2 separate regions of the Mus musculus genome follow, and region 1 is linked to region 2. Evidence: chromatin contacts called from public HiChIP or PLAC-seq data. All regions are on one chromosome and are shown on one strand. Each heading gives the region's core, a stretch centred on a gene start, on an enhancer-like site or on the middle of the called end of the contact. The rest is flanking DNA. Distances are from core to core; before and after follow the strand shown. Region 1 holds the start of Slc8a2 (solute carrier family 8 (sodium/calcium exchanger), member 2). Region 2 overlaps Gm32059 (a long non-coding RNA gene).

Region 1 (7,289 bases), core at 2,456-4,955, 78 kb before region 2:
GGAACCAGCACAGGAGACAAAGAGACACAGAGATTACCACATGGATACCCAGATGAAAAGACACAGGAATGCCCAGGACAGAATGTGAAATGCTGGAAACATCCGTGAGTCAAAGTACCTTGGGAGAGCCTGCAGCCAACCATCACACACTCTCGTGATTTTGCAGCTTTGCCTAGGACAGGCTTATATACCCATCTCATCAAAAGGTCCCCAGGAGAACGTCCATGGCAGCTTTATCTACAACAGGGCCAACCTTGAAACAACTCAGAGGCCTCTCAACAATTAAATGCAGGAACAGTAATGGAGTAGTATACTGCCCCTAAGCAGAGAGGGGACTGTGGCTAACCGTGATGACATAGAGGAACCTGATCCTGAGATGCATGGCTGAGTGAAGGATGCCAGGTACAAAGAACACTGTGAAACCAGTGTCAGCTGGAGGCCAGGAGTCCACTGGGCAATTCCAGGCATTGCAGCTTGGCTCTTGAGGGGGCTGTAGTAGGTTCTGGGTATGAGCGTCTATTTTTGTCTTTCTGTGTTTATGTTTTATTACATTTTATTTATTTTGAGGAGGGTTTAAGTGTGCCATGGCCAAAGAAGAGATAGGAAGAGAGAATTGACTCTACACAGTTGTCCTCTGACCATCCACATCCACACAATAACAAATAAAAAATAAGCACACAGGAGCGCCCGTCCATTCTCCTTCCAGGATATTCCACAACTCCAGTCTCAGAGGACTGTGGATCCCTCCCTTGCTTGCATGGCCTCTGGCCCCCCTGCTCTGTTTCAGGCATTCTAGCCTCTGCTGTTTCTCCCTTGGGGCCTGAAGCCCGCTCTTCCTTGGGGCTCTGACTGTGCTCTCCACAATGACACCCCTGGCCTTTGGAGAGGACTCTTTCACTCAGTTCACAAAGTAGAGGATCAAGGCTCAGAGAAGTGAAACAATTTGCACAGATCACCCAGCATCCACTCCCCCCAGAAGGTGCCCAAGGTCTGAGCTCCTGGCTCCACCCTCAGGTTGTTATGGTAACCCAGTTGCCTATTATAGAGAAAAGGCAGCCCGAGGAGCTGTCACCTGAGCCTGCTGCCCATTAGAAATGCCTTGGGGTGCCTCGAGCCTTGTCTCCAGGAATTTCCACCTTCTATGTCAGTCTGAAAGTTCCTCTCGAAGTCTAACCCACAGCCTACCCTCAATTCACACCCACAGACCAGGAGCCCGCTCTGGGGGAGGGAGGCAGTATGTTGGCAGAACTTCCCGAAAAGGAGTGGAGTGTGTGTGTGTGTGTGTGTGTGTGTGTAGGCAGGGGCGGGGAGAGGGGTGATTCTTAAAGAGCCGATACACAGTTAGCCCCCTAGACAAGGCCTTTAATGATATATCTAATTAGCAGCCCCTAATTAGCAAACACTCATGCGTAATTATGAACCCACCAGGATCCCAAGCAGACTTCCCTTTGCTTCTCCCTCCTCCCTTTTTGGGTTTTGGGAGAGACAGGGAAGACCCTGTAAGTCAAGAATCATCTAACTGCCTCTTTGGGGGAGGGTGAGATGCCTGGGAAGTCCTAGTTCAAGTCTAACCAATTGTTCGTCCAGGTTCAGTCCTTCAGGAACACCAGGGTCAGTGGACTAATGTTTGCCCGCCCAGAGGCAGGGTCTATTTGATCCCTTTTTGCTGTCACACTGATTCCTCCCCCCCATCTCCTAGTCTTGGAAGAGGGACTCAGGAGAGAAAGCACTAGATAAATATTTGTGAAACACTTGGACAAGAGGCCTGAGCATTGTCTGTCTGTGGCTGGGGCGGCCACAGTTACTGCTCCAGGCTTTCTCCTCTGAGTCTTGAAAGCTAATCTGGGTGTAGACTCAATGTCGAAAGGATCAGGTTGAGTCCAGGGAGGGCCGGCAGGGCAGATGGTAGCACCCTCTCAGTGTTGCATCTTCAAGGCCGTCTCTCCACCAACCTCATAGGCTGCTGGCCAGCTGGGATAGTGGTGAGTGTCCTGTTCTGCCTGGCCTGTCTCTGGGGGATTCTGGAAAGTCAGGTGGAACTCCTCAAGGCAGCCATAGAGGGTGAGGACCTGGCGCGTATACTGACTGCTGGGGGTGGGGGCGATCCAAAGCAGAGTGGGAATACAGAATTCAGAACACACATACACACACACACACACACACACACACACACACACACACACACACACTACTCTTTCCATCAACCACACAGGGCCCCACCACACACACAGTTGCAGATTGCAGACTAAACTGAGACCAGTAGGGAGAGAAAGGACTTGGTCAAGTCAGAGGCAGAACACAAATGTGGCATTAAGGCGTGGAGCTCCTAACCCAGTGATCTTTTAAGCCATCTGGAATCCCCACGCGCCTTCCACGCAGGGCGGGTATCTTGTAGGCAGAAAGCTCACCCCAGCTCTGGCCCAGGTGTTGGTTAGCACCTCGCCTACCTTCTCTGGAGCCCTTCCCGAGGGAAGGAAAACGTCAGGCTGAGCCCCTTTGTAGAGTCCCCAGAAGGTTTCTGCTTTCCCACCCAACCTCGCTGTGAAGGTGTGAGGCTGGAGGAAGTGAGACTGTGAGAAGGACCTGTCTAGCCTGATCTTAGAACAGTGCCCAGGAGTAGCACAGTGCCTCAGAGTTGTCCAAAGAATGAATGGACAGTGAGAGATATGGGAGTTAGACTTTGGAAGGACTGGTCAAATGTTATTACACTGGTTAGGCTGTAGGCAGGACCAGTCTCAGAAAGTCAAGGTTGAGAGGATGGAGAGACCTGGGCTAAAATGGGGTGAGGAGGAGTTGGGGGCACTTCAGGCCCTCGGGGGAGTCCACACTGCGGGGAATCTGCCTCCTCCAGGTTCCCCGTGCATCAGGGGCGGAGACAGAGGTGTGTGGGTGTGAGTTGGCTGCAGGCAGAGGGAGAAGAGGGAGGGGAGAGACAGACCCAGGTGCCCAGAGACGGACAGACAGACATACACCATACACATGGCGCACGCTGAAAGCGGAGCAGCCAGGACTCAGAGCCAGGGCTCAGAAAGCCCCCGCACTTGACGATGCGGCGCAGCCTGGATTCCCGCAACCCCAGAGGCTCCGGACGGCCACGCCGGGCTCTTACCTGCCTTGCGGCCGGGCCGGTCCCCGCTGGGCCCCCGCGGTGGGCGCCTCCGCCCGAGGAGAAAAGGGAGAAAGAGGGAGAGGAGCCGGGGACTGAGGGAGAGCAGGGAGGAGGGAGGAGAGGGGATGCGAGGAGGGGAACCGGGAAGGGGCCGGGAGGAGGGCGGAGCCCAGGGGAGGGGGCGGGGACAGAGAAAAGGGGGGAGTTGAGAGAGCAGCCCCGGAGAGGGGGCTAGACTGGAGAGGTAGGGGAATACAGCTTGGGAGGAGGCCGGGGGAAGGGGGCGGGGACAGAGGAACTGGGGCGGGGGAATCAGCCGTTAAGAGAGTCTAGGCTGAAGGAGGGAGTTGCCGCTGACGGGAGGGGGTGGGACAAGTGAGCTGGGGAAAGGACCACCAGGAGGTGGGAGAGAGGAAATTTAGGCAGGGTGGTGTGTGGGAACAGGGTAGTTGTGGGTTGGAGGACAGGGACAGCCTGGAAGAGGGAGGAGTTGAAGGAGGAGAGAGAGTGGGCACAGGGGAGCTGGGGAAAGGACCACCAGGAGGAGGGATATAGTCGCTGGAGGAAAAGAGGAGCCAGGAGAGGGTAGGGTTTATGGGAGGGAGTGAGGCCTGGGAGCTCAGACTAGAGAACCGCCGAGGGAGGAGCCAATATGAGGAGGCGTGACCAGGGGCGGGGCTACAGAACAGAGACTATGCCCTGCAAAGGGGCAGGAGGGAGGAGCCCGGAAAGGGGCGTAGCCAAGGAAGCTAGTGGGTGGTAGAGGGGCTTGGCAGGGCTGGGGCTGCAGGTTGCCCAATCTTGGGGTTCAGCACTAGAATCCGAGGACAGCGATGGAGGGCGCAAGTTCGTACACCAGTCTGTGCTGTGGTATCCCAGTCCCTCTCTTTGATCACACACGCATAGCAACCCCTCCATACAAGGGCCCAGAGATGTAGTCATTGCTACAAATAGCCACAGGCTGGCAGACCTGGGGGAAGTGGGGGAAGGAATGTCGGGAGGCAGATCTTTCCAAGTTCACAGGCTCAGCCTGCTCAGAGCACCTTACAGAAGACAGGGAACTGCTACCAGAGTGCCCAGGTACGACAAGAACCATTCCCTCTGCCCCTGCCACGCCAAAACACGGTCTCACTCCCAATCCCCAGAGGTAGATGTTGTTAGCTCCATTTTGACATTACGAGGGGGAAACTGAGGCAGCAACTGTGGCTTCAGGTTCTGTATCTTTACCGCATGCTGTACTGCCTCTTGGCTCGCAAGGCAAGGAAGGATCAAGATCACCCAGTGTGGCGGCACACATCTGTTTGATCCCCATACTCAGGGGGCTGAGACAGGAGGATGGCTGAGTTCCAAGCCATCCCCATAGCAAGACCTAGATCAAAACAGTTTTGGGGGAGGGGGCTGATGATGTGGACCAGTTGGTAGCATGTTTGCCAAACATGCACTAAGCCTGGGCTCTGCCCTCAGTACAGTATACACTATGCATGGTGGTGCATGCCTGCAATCCCAGCAATCAAGAAGTGGAGGTGAATCAGGAGTTGAAGGTTACCCTTGGCTAGAGGCCAGCTTTAGCTACATAAGACCCCTTCTTAACTTCCCCCCAACTGCCAAGTCCTAAGCCAAACGTCCTAGGATTCTGAAGCCTTCAGGTGGTTGACTACAACTAGGTGCACAGGTGCAAGCACTCATGCCTGCAAGTGCACACATGCACACACCTCAGGATGTGTGCATCACTCGCCTTCCCATCACTACCCTCAGGACAAACGCCACTCCAGGCTCCCTCTTTCTAGAGGACAGGTGACAGGTGCTGAGCACAAAATGGTACAACAGGAAGAGAAGGCTGGCTTTGCCAGCAGCGTGCCCGCTGCCAGCTCTGGAGGGACACTCTTGGGCCTGCTGCCAGGAGAGGGAAATTCCAACTCCCTGAAGCTTCCCACGCTTCGGCCTGGCTTTTGGAAGTTGGAGCCTGGGAAGTCAGGATCTTGGCATCTGATGTCCTTTGCAGTGCAGGAGGGTGGTCAGATTTACAGGTGGACTTCCCTAGCAGGAGTGACAGCTACCTACCCAACCCCACAAACACATATTCCTCCAAGGAAGCGTCCAGGCCCCACCCCCAGCCTGGAGTCCCTCTCTAATATTTTACCAACCCTACAGACCCCAATTCTATTCCTGGTTAGGGGTTGGGGAAGCAACATTTTCTCTGGGCTAAATTCCTCTGGGCCTTGGGTTAGAGACTCTGATGGAACCATGGGGGTGGTGACTACTCTTGTCTCTCCGATCCTTTTGGGCTGTTTAGCTGAGCCCCAATACCTACTTGAGCACAGTATCTCCTTGGGCCTGTCTGCCTTGGTCTAGCTTTGACACTCCACACCAGAATCTATGCTCACTTACTTTGTTAGCCTTGGTCCATGACCAGTCTAATCCCTTTTCTTTCAAGACCAGCCCCCTCCTAAATGGACCAGTAACAGGATCACTTCTTCTCTGGGGCTGAGGGGGTCTGCAGAGGCCTTACTGGGTTCACTGGAGATGCTGAAAATCCCCAAAGATTCCCTAGTCTCCATGGGTCTCCCAGGGGACCCGACAGAGCCTGAAGCCCCTGGTGAGTTCTCACTTGCCCCTCAGTGCTGACTCCTTGTCTGTGGCCTTATTCATCCTAGGTTGAGACAATGAACCTCAGTGGCATTTGTCTGGGACTCTACTTCCTGAGTTTAGCTCACCAGAGCAGAGAATGGCTCCATAGTTTTCAAAAATGCACCCTCCACACACTGTAACTTTCTTTCTTTTCTCTGGGTCTAACCTAGGAATCTCTGCGAAGTCCTCCTCCTCCTCAGTTCTTTGAGAGTGAATTAAACATTGTAGAACCTGGCACACAGTAAGTACTTGATAGATGCTTGCCAGACAAAGGAAATTAAGACAGCCAGGACAGCTTTGTTGCTCTGAATGTGTAAATGGTCCTCAGGGACCAACACCTGATGGGAGCAGAGGTTGGCTGAGAACATCCCTTTTCAAATGGCTCAGACAGGAGTTATCAGCTAGGGTCACACAGCACACCAGGGTGGGTCAGGGACTCTTAGAATTCCCCTTCTGAGGGAGTCCAAGGGGCACACTCCTCTTCTAAGATGCTTCGCTCCCCATCAACAATGATAGATACGAGGTGCCCACACCTGAGAAGATGGAGTGCTCAGGAGGCTGGGTGTTCCACAGGCCTGGGCCCAACTCTGTCCCCAAGGCCCTGCTGATGTTTCCTCTGCTCCACTTGATGACGAAGCCGTGTCAAGACCAGTTCAGAGGCCTGGATCAGGCTGTGCTGTGGGGACAAGAGAGGACGGTAAGCTGTGACAGGAGAGGGACACATGTCAGACCATACTGGGCAGAGACTAGACCACAGGGTGTTGGATGAGAATTGATCTCCCAAGTAGGAGGGAACAGAGGCTAGACTTGGGTGGGGGATACAGCTTTAGGTCAACTTCCTGTGGGAGGGGCAAATTAGACCCAAGTAGAAAGAACTGAGATTGGAGATCAGCAGAAGGCTGGGCATGGTGCTCCGGTAGCTGAGACACAGGGACTGAATTCTGGAACAGCTTGGCTATACAATGTGACTCTGCCTTGCAAACCCAAGGGTTGGGGGACATAGCACAGTGAGTCTGATACTAAGCACCAGACACATAAATAAATAAGTGGAAAGAGAAAGGGGAGGAAGGAGTAGGAAAGTAATCAGAGGAAAGACAGAGATGGCTCAAAACAGACTACATTAGAGGGTATTTGAAGTTCAACTGTTAGAGAGAAGCTGAGGTTAGATCACAGCAGGAAGGACAAAGGTGAGATCCTGCAACAAATGAGAGGTTAGCAAAGCAAGAACCAGGCAGAAGTGGAAAGCAGAAGCTGAGGTTAGACCTCAGAGATGCTCCACTGGGGGGTCATGAGCTGCCAGCTTAGCTTGGGGTTCAGTAGGAGACTCTGGCTAAAGAGAATAAGATAGAAGAGAGAAGGACACACGAAACCCTCCCTGTTTGTTCTGTCTCTGTCACACACACACACACACACACACACACACACACACACACACACACACTGAGATTTTAAAGCCCACAGCATCTAACTCTCTGCTTTACCAGACTGATACCTCCCTCATGAATGCCACTGGGTAGCATTCTCTTGGCTGCCAGAGACCTCCCAAGGCCAG
Region 2 (6,557 bases), core at 612-3,111:
AATAAAAGTAACAATAATTTTTATGTTCTTAAGACAGGCTTTCTCTACTTAGTCCTTAGTGTCTTGGAACTCATTAGGTAGACCAGGCTAGCCTTGAACTCACAGAAATCTACTTGCCTCTGCTTCCAGATTGTTGGGATTAGAGGTGTGTGCTACCTTTATATGTAAGGTGTGGCTTAAATTTGTATTTTGTTTATTTTAATTTACAGCATATTTATTTGAGTAGATGCTACAAATTTCTAACTTTACAAAGTTACAGAACGAAGTGGGCAGTGGCGACCCAGACTTTTGATTCCAGCACTGGGGAAGACTACAGAATAAGTTCCAGGATAGCCAAGGCCACACAGAGAAACCCTGCCTCTAAAAACCAAACCAAGCTAAAACAAACAAAAACAGTTACAAAATGAGCTAGGATCCACCCAACTCCTGTCCATTCATTTCCATTTTGTAAGTTATTCTGTGCAATTCATCAGCAAATGATTCGTGTCCATTTTCATCCATACTTTTGGCATTTACAGAACTCCCCTTCTCCCTGAGTGGTTGCAAAAGCTGTTGTGTCACTTTGCGGTTTCCTTGTTTATTGCAGTGACTTCCTGTCCCACTGTGGGCCAGGATCATAGCTGATTTCAGAGTTTTTCATTGTTGGCCAGCTAGGTTGCATCTGCTTTTTAAAACATAGTCATGGTTTTTGTTTTATTTTGTTTTAGGAATGTTTACAAAAACGTGCGCCTCAGTTTCTTGACTGGCCTTTATTAAGGAAGCTGACAGAAACCCCAAAAGGATTCTTCAGATCCAAAATCCCCTCATTAGCGTTTCGGTACTCTAAGAGCTGTCAGCCGCCGGCCCCGCCCTCCGAGGCCACGCCTCCGAAGCCCACCCGCTCGGGCCGATTCAAATGCAGCCAATAGAAGCGTGTAAACAAACATAAGCCACACCCACTACACGAATAATTTCGAGCACCAGGGCGCGAAGCCTATTTTATCTTGTGTGTGGGGGGTAGAGGTGGGGCGGAGCTGTGGCCACGCCCCCACATGCGGCCAATCAAAGGCCAGACTCCGCCCCTCGCACTTGCGGTGCTGAGGACCCCAGGCCGGGCTGGGCTAATCGCTGCCTGATTTTGCTGCCGGATTACAGCGCTCCGGTCTTGGCTGTCCTCAGAAGGGGTACCTTATGGCCACAGTGGAAGGGTATAGCTAGAGGACAGAGACTACGAAGGAATCCCCTTCTCTTCCTCCTCCTGGCCACCAAGACCCGGGCCCTTGGAAGTCTCGTAAAAACTTTCTCTTCTCACCCTTATTTAAAGCAACCTGGAAAGGCAGGAGTGTTTCAGGACGGGAGTCAGGCTTTGGTTGTTGAAGTGTTATATGCAAAAGAAAAAATGCACCAATCGTGTGCCATCAGTTTCTCGGATAATGAAACAATTGGGGCGCAAAGTTTGAAGCTTCCATTGCCTGACAGGAGCCGCGGGGAAGTGTTTCTACTTTCAGTGGAGGAAGCCATTTATTTAAAATCCGGAGGTGGGGAGGTGGAAGAGGGGCTGACGAGGTGGCTCAGTGAATAATGGCGCTTGCCACCAAAACTTGATCTGAAATTTATCTCCAGAAACCACGTGTTGGAAGGAGAGAAACATACACACACTGAAAAATAGAACTGGAGATGTGGTGCAGTTGGTACTTAATCTACTATCTAAGAAGCCCTGGTTTTCACAGCACCATCCAGGCGTGGTGGTTAAAGCTGTAATCCCGGAAGGTGGAGGCTGGGGGGTCAGGAGAGTTCCAGGTCCGCCCTAGGCTACAGAGCAAGACTGAAGCCCACCTAGGCTATTAAGCGGATGCTATTGACACCGTCTGTAGACAGATGGCGCTGACGAGGTTCTCCAGGGTAGGAGCTGGGCTGTAGTGAGCTGAGTTTCTGAAAGGCTCAGGGCTCTGATAAGAGCTAAGGCATATGCAGAAATGTGCGGAAAAAGGCTGGAGGAGGGTTCAGAGGACAAGATGATGTCAGGCCCTTCGGGCAAGGCAGTTCTCCAATATCTGGCCTTGTCCACAGCAAGAACACGGGGCTTCTACCTTTTCTTTTCCACTATACTATCATAATTAAAACTGTCAGCCTAGCCTGGTGGTGCAGGTCTGTCATCACTGCAGCTAAGGAAGCTGAGGCAGGAGGATAGCAAGTTCAAGCCCTGAACTTTAGCAACTTAGACCCTGTCAATATAAGAAGTGAAAAAGAAGGCTAGGGATGGTGACTTGCTGTGTGAGACCCTGGGTTTAACCTGCAAAAGAGGTTTGAAAGAAAGAAAGAAAGAAAGAAAGAAAGAAAGAAAGAAAGAAGCAGCAGCCATCTGAGCTCTTTTTTTATTTTTTATTTTTTGGTTTTTCGAGACAGGGTTTCTCTGTGTGGCCCTGGCTGTCCTGGAACTCACTTTGTAGACCAGGCTGGCCTCAAACTCACAAATCCGCCTGCCTCTGCCTACCGAGTGCTGGGATTAAAGGCGTGCGCCACCACTGCCCGGCACCATCTGAGCTCTTTAAAAAATATTATTTCTTCATCAAGTAAGGGTCTCATTATGCAGGCAGGCCTTGAACTCAAAAAGACCCACCTTCATCTGCCTCCCAAGTGCTAGAACTAAAGATGTGCTGGGTCATGTGTAGCCCAAGTGAGCCTTAGATTTGATATGTGATTGACTATTGTTGTTTTTGGAAATTGATTTTTATTTCGAACTATGGTATTCTTGTTTGAATATATACACGTTGAATTCCAGTGCCTAAGGAGGCTAAAAGAGGGTATCCATGCACTCTTCTGGGATTGGAATTAAAGGCTGTTGTAAGCTGACATGGATGCCGGGAACAGTCCCTGGGTCTTCTTGTAAGAGTAATTCAAAGTCTTAACCGCAGAGCTATGTCTCCAAGCGCTGATCCTAAACTTTTGATGCTCCTGAATACATTCAGAGTGTTGGGGTATAGGTGTGCAGCCCACTATGCCTAGTGTATGTGGACCTAGGATAAACTCTAGCAACTGAACTGTGTCACCAGCCCCACAGTGCTTTTTGAATACCTTGGGCTCTTGTCACTAGCTTGGAAGCCTGGATGGGCTTTCAGGGATGCTCAGGGAAAATAGCCATTTGATCTCCCAGGTCTGTGCCAGCTCTTGCTCAGCTTGGGGGCTGGCTTGTCTTGGCTCCTCCACACCCAGCCAAGGACTTCCAAGTAGCGTGTGTTTACAGCCCTCGCCTAAGCTAAGAGGTCTGGGGTATTCGTCATAGATAGTATCTTTCCAGCAAACCTTTGTTTTTGAGGCAAGGTCTTGTGTAGCCCAGGCTTTGAACTTGCTGGACATCAGAAGATGACTTTGAACCCTCAGCTAACCTTTCTTGTATACTAAGTGCTGAGTACCATCATAGGGGTAGAAGATATACCACAGTGCAGAAAGACCCAGAACCTAGACAGACATGGTAGCACAGCACTTGGAGGAGCTGGGGCAAGGAAATAGCCAGCTCAAAGTCAGCCTGGGCTATGTAGCAAGACCTCTTTCTCCAAACACTAAATTAAATGAAATCTGGTGCTTGTAGAGCATGATCTACATGTAGAGAAACTGAGGCTGTAACTTGCTTGCTCCTTGCCTCACCTAATAAACTAAGGTGGATGCGAGGCAGGAAGAACAAGGGAATGCATGCCTCTCACTGAATTCCTGATGCAGCTAGTTAGAACACGTTTCCCATGTGAATGTATAAGCTCATGTAAAGTCAACCCCTTGACCTCAAGTCATCTAGCTCTTTGTCCTGCTTTAAGTTCTGAGTTTTCCAGTGCTGGTAGCTCTGGTACAGACAACCAAATGCCACCCAGGTCAGGTCATTTTGCACAGAGGACATTTTCAGCAGAGGGTTGGGTCCCACTTCCTGGATGATCTTGGACAAAACACTTCCCTTTTGGTGAAAATGGAGGCTAACCCTTTCTCCTTTGGGCAAGTCCTGAGACTTTTTGAGACAAACTCTCCTGTAGTCCTCAGGTAGTCGAGGATGACCTTGAACTATTGATTGTCCAGCCCACATCTCCCAAATGTAGTGATTCTGCACGTCCAGCCCCCTTGGGGCAGTTCTGATCGGAAACATCCTCAGGTCAACTCATTGGGCCAACTACACAAAAATAAAAGCAGTGTGCACAGTGCTGGTTTCCCAAGCGTGAAAGTTGAACACTCAAGGCTTCACTTCTGCAATGGAGTCTACCACGTCACCATATAAAGGGAGCAGCAGGCACTTTCTTTTCTTTATGGTCGCTCTATAAAACCGGCCCATCACATTTTAAAAAGACACCAAAAACATTCATTATAAGCATAGCGCTCAGAGGACAACTTGTTGGTTGCCGTTAGATCTCTCTTTCTACCAATGTGGCTCCTGGGGTTTGAACTCATTGCCAGGACTGGTGGCAAGCGCCCTTATCCACTGAGCAACAAACTTGCAGTCAGCGTTTTAGAAAACAGGAAATAGAGGCACAGACAGATGAAATAATTTACATCACCTCACACAGCAAGTAAGTAGCAAAGGCTGATGTTTAGCAGGATCCTGCTCGTTTGTTCATGGCCCATAGCCTCCAGCCTCTTACAATTTTTCATTGTTGCACCCGGACCTCCACATACTACAAAAACACCCTCATTACTTAACTATATATATCCTTAGACCTCACGATAGCAATAAAAAGAAATTAAGCTCGTCATAGTGACACACAAGTATAATCCTAACGCCTGGGAGGTGAAGGCAGGTAGAGCGCGAGTTCCAGGCCAGCCTGTGCTTCATAGCAAGACCTAGTTCCCCGCCAAACCCTAGTGCCGCCATGGAATCAACGATAAGACTTACAAAACAGATCAGCCAGTCGTTTATACGACGCATTTATTCGATACCTACTGTTGTGCACCAGGTTTTCTATAGCTCGGGAGAAACAAGGGCATGTGAGACCGGAACGTTAAGAAATCAGACCAGTTCTGTGCAGAAGGGCAGGCCGGTGCGGTCTGGGACGTGCTGAGCAGGGCTAAAAATGCCCGCTCACCAAGTGCTCTGGGAATAGACCTGTGAATCCAAGCGTCGCTCAAAGGATTTTTGAGCTTCGGATCTGCGCTGCCGGCCAGGCGTGAAGAAGCAGGCTATCTAGCAGGGCTAACCATAGTCCTTGCGCTACAGCGGCTCAAAATCCCCAGGCTCGGAGAGACTTTATACGCCACGTCTGGAGTCCAGGTCACCCCCAATCTCCCCATCGCCTGGCACCCTCTGGGTCCAACGCGGGGAAACACTGTCCCACCTCCTCAAGAAGCCTCGACCACACTATCTTTGCAAGTCTTCTGAAGTGCCTTGTGGAGCATCCTCCCTCAGAAGCCACCATCCTGGACCAGGGAGCACAACGGCCCATTCCTAGGCGGGCCTGGCGCAGGGATACGGACACGTATCAACCCTCTGGCTCCTCTTCCACCACCACCAACTCGAACACCAGCTCCAGGTTGCCGACCACAGCCCAGCAGACACCCAAGCAGCCCGGCCGTGCCAGGAGCAGGGGGCGGTGCCGACATTCCGTGCTCCCGCCCACAGAGTGTGCATCTTTTTATTGGCTATCAGATCTGCCGCTCTAGCGCTCTTTGCTACGATTGATTAGCTGCCACACTACAGGCGGAGCCTTCTGTGGCTCCTCCTCGTAGCTGGGCGGAGGGGAGGAAGAGGAGGAGGAAGAGGAGGGGGCGGGACACAAAACCAGCAAGGTTTTTTTTTTTTTTTTTTTTTTGCATTTAATTAAAAAAAATTTTTTTTTTTTTTTTTTTTTTTTTTGCATACCCGAGGGGCGCTCCCCGGAGCGGGGCGCGGGGCCGGGCCGCGCGGGGCCGCTTCGTTGCAAGGGCGGCGGCGGGCCCGGGCGCAGCGGAGCCGGGGCCCGCCATGCGATCAGGCAGTGCGCTGACCGGCCCGGCCGGCCGGCCCCTTCTGGGTCCTCCCTGTGCAGCCCGTGCGGGGCCGTCCCGGAGACCCCGCGCCGACGGCTGCTCAAACATCAGGGTGAGTTTCTCACAATGTAGCAATTTCTCTTTAAATCTCTTAACTCTCTCTACCTGCGAGTCGGGGCTGTGACAGGGCGCAAAAGCGAGGGGGGGAGTGGGGCTCGGCGGCGAGGGTGTGTGTGTTGGGGGGGGAGAGCCAGAGCTGGGGCCGAACCCACTCCCCCCCGACACTCCACACTCAGCCCCCCAACCGGGGCGCAGCGCCTGCTGCCGCTGCTCAGGCTGGATTTTTTTTTTTTTTTTTTTTTTTTGTGATCAGCGCCCACCACTATCCGCACACCCCCATCCCAGGTCTCTCGCGCCACCGCCGCCACCCCGATCTTGCAGAGAGCTCCCCCTTCATTGCTCCCCGATCTCAAACCTTGCGCCCCGGTTCCCTCCCTGGTCCTTCCCGGGATACAATGCAACGGAGGAGAGGGGCGAGCGTGAACGTCCCACGGGGGGGAGGGGCGGGGACCCCCCGCCCGCCTTGGGGACCCCCCTCCCTTCCTCGTGCTCCCCGCCTTTTCTGGGGAGAGCCAAGG

What was found. HiChIP or PLAC-seq counts read pairs in DNA pulled down with a chosen protein or histone mark.
Region 1: an H3K4me3 HiChIP or PLAC-seq map of embryonic stem cells shows a contact between it and region 2, with 30 read pairs. The contact joins the promoter of Slc8a2 here to the enhancer-like site in region 2. A contact is called at or near these places in 4 of 39 promoter capture datasets (the C10 cell line, erythroid cells, macrophages and 1 more), 1 of 15 datasets of contacts at CTCF or cohesin (CD8 T cells), 12 of 484 Hi-C or Micro-C datasets (B cells, CD4 T cells, CD8 T cells and 9 more), 15 of 115 datasets of contacts at active chromatin or transcription factors (the 230-238 cell line, CD8 T cells, the SCID.adh cell line and 5 more) and 4 of 9 other capture datasets (adipose tissue, liver, macrophages and 1 more).

Annotation. Positions count from the first base shown.
Region 1 is chr7:16,126,242-16,133,530 of GRCm38.p6, reverse strand. It overlaps Slc8a2 (solute carrier family 8 (sodium/calcium exchanger), member 2), which reads right to left and starts at 3,705. Exons shown (of 10, transcript NM_148946.3): 1 at 3,110-3,705. It overlaps Kptn (kaptin), which reads right to left. Exons shown (of 12, transcript NM_133727.2): 12 at 6,015-6,413. The coding sequence ends at 6,288.
Region 2 is chr7:16,047,370-16,053,926 of GRCm38.p6, reverse strand. Gm32059 (a long non-coding RNA gene) reads right to left here. Exons shown (of 2, transcript XR_391166.4): 2 at 6,261-6,557. It also overlaps a transcript of Bicra not described here. Among named protein-coding and RNA genes, the nearest start is that of Gm32059, 4.5 kb to the right of the region's middle. Within about 2 kb of position 1,861, at least 341 of the 459 cell types and tissues checked have an H3K27ac peak or open chromatin away from gene starts, as enhancers often do. A contact at or near this core is called in B cells, CD8 T cells, the SCID.adh cell line and 17 more, where this site is marked.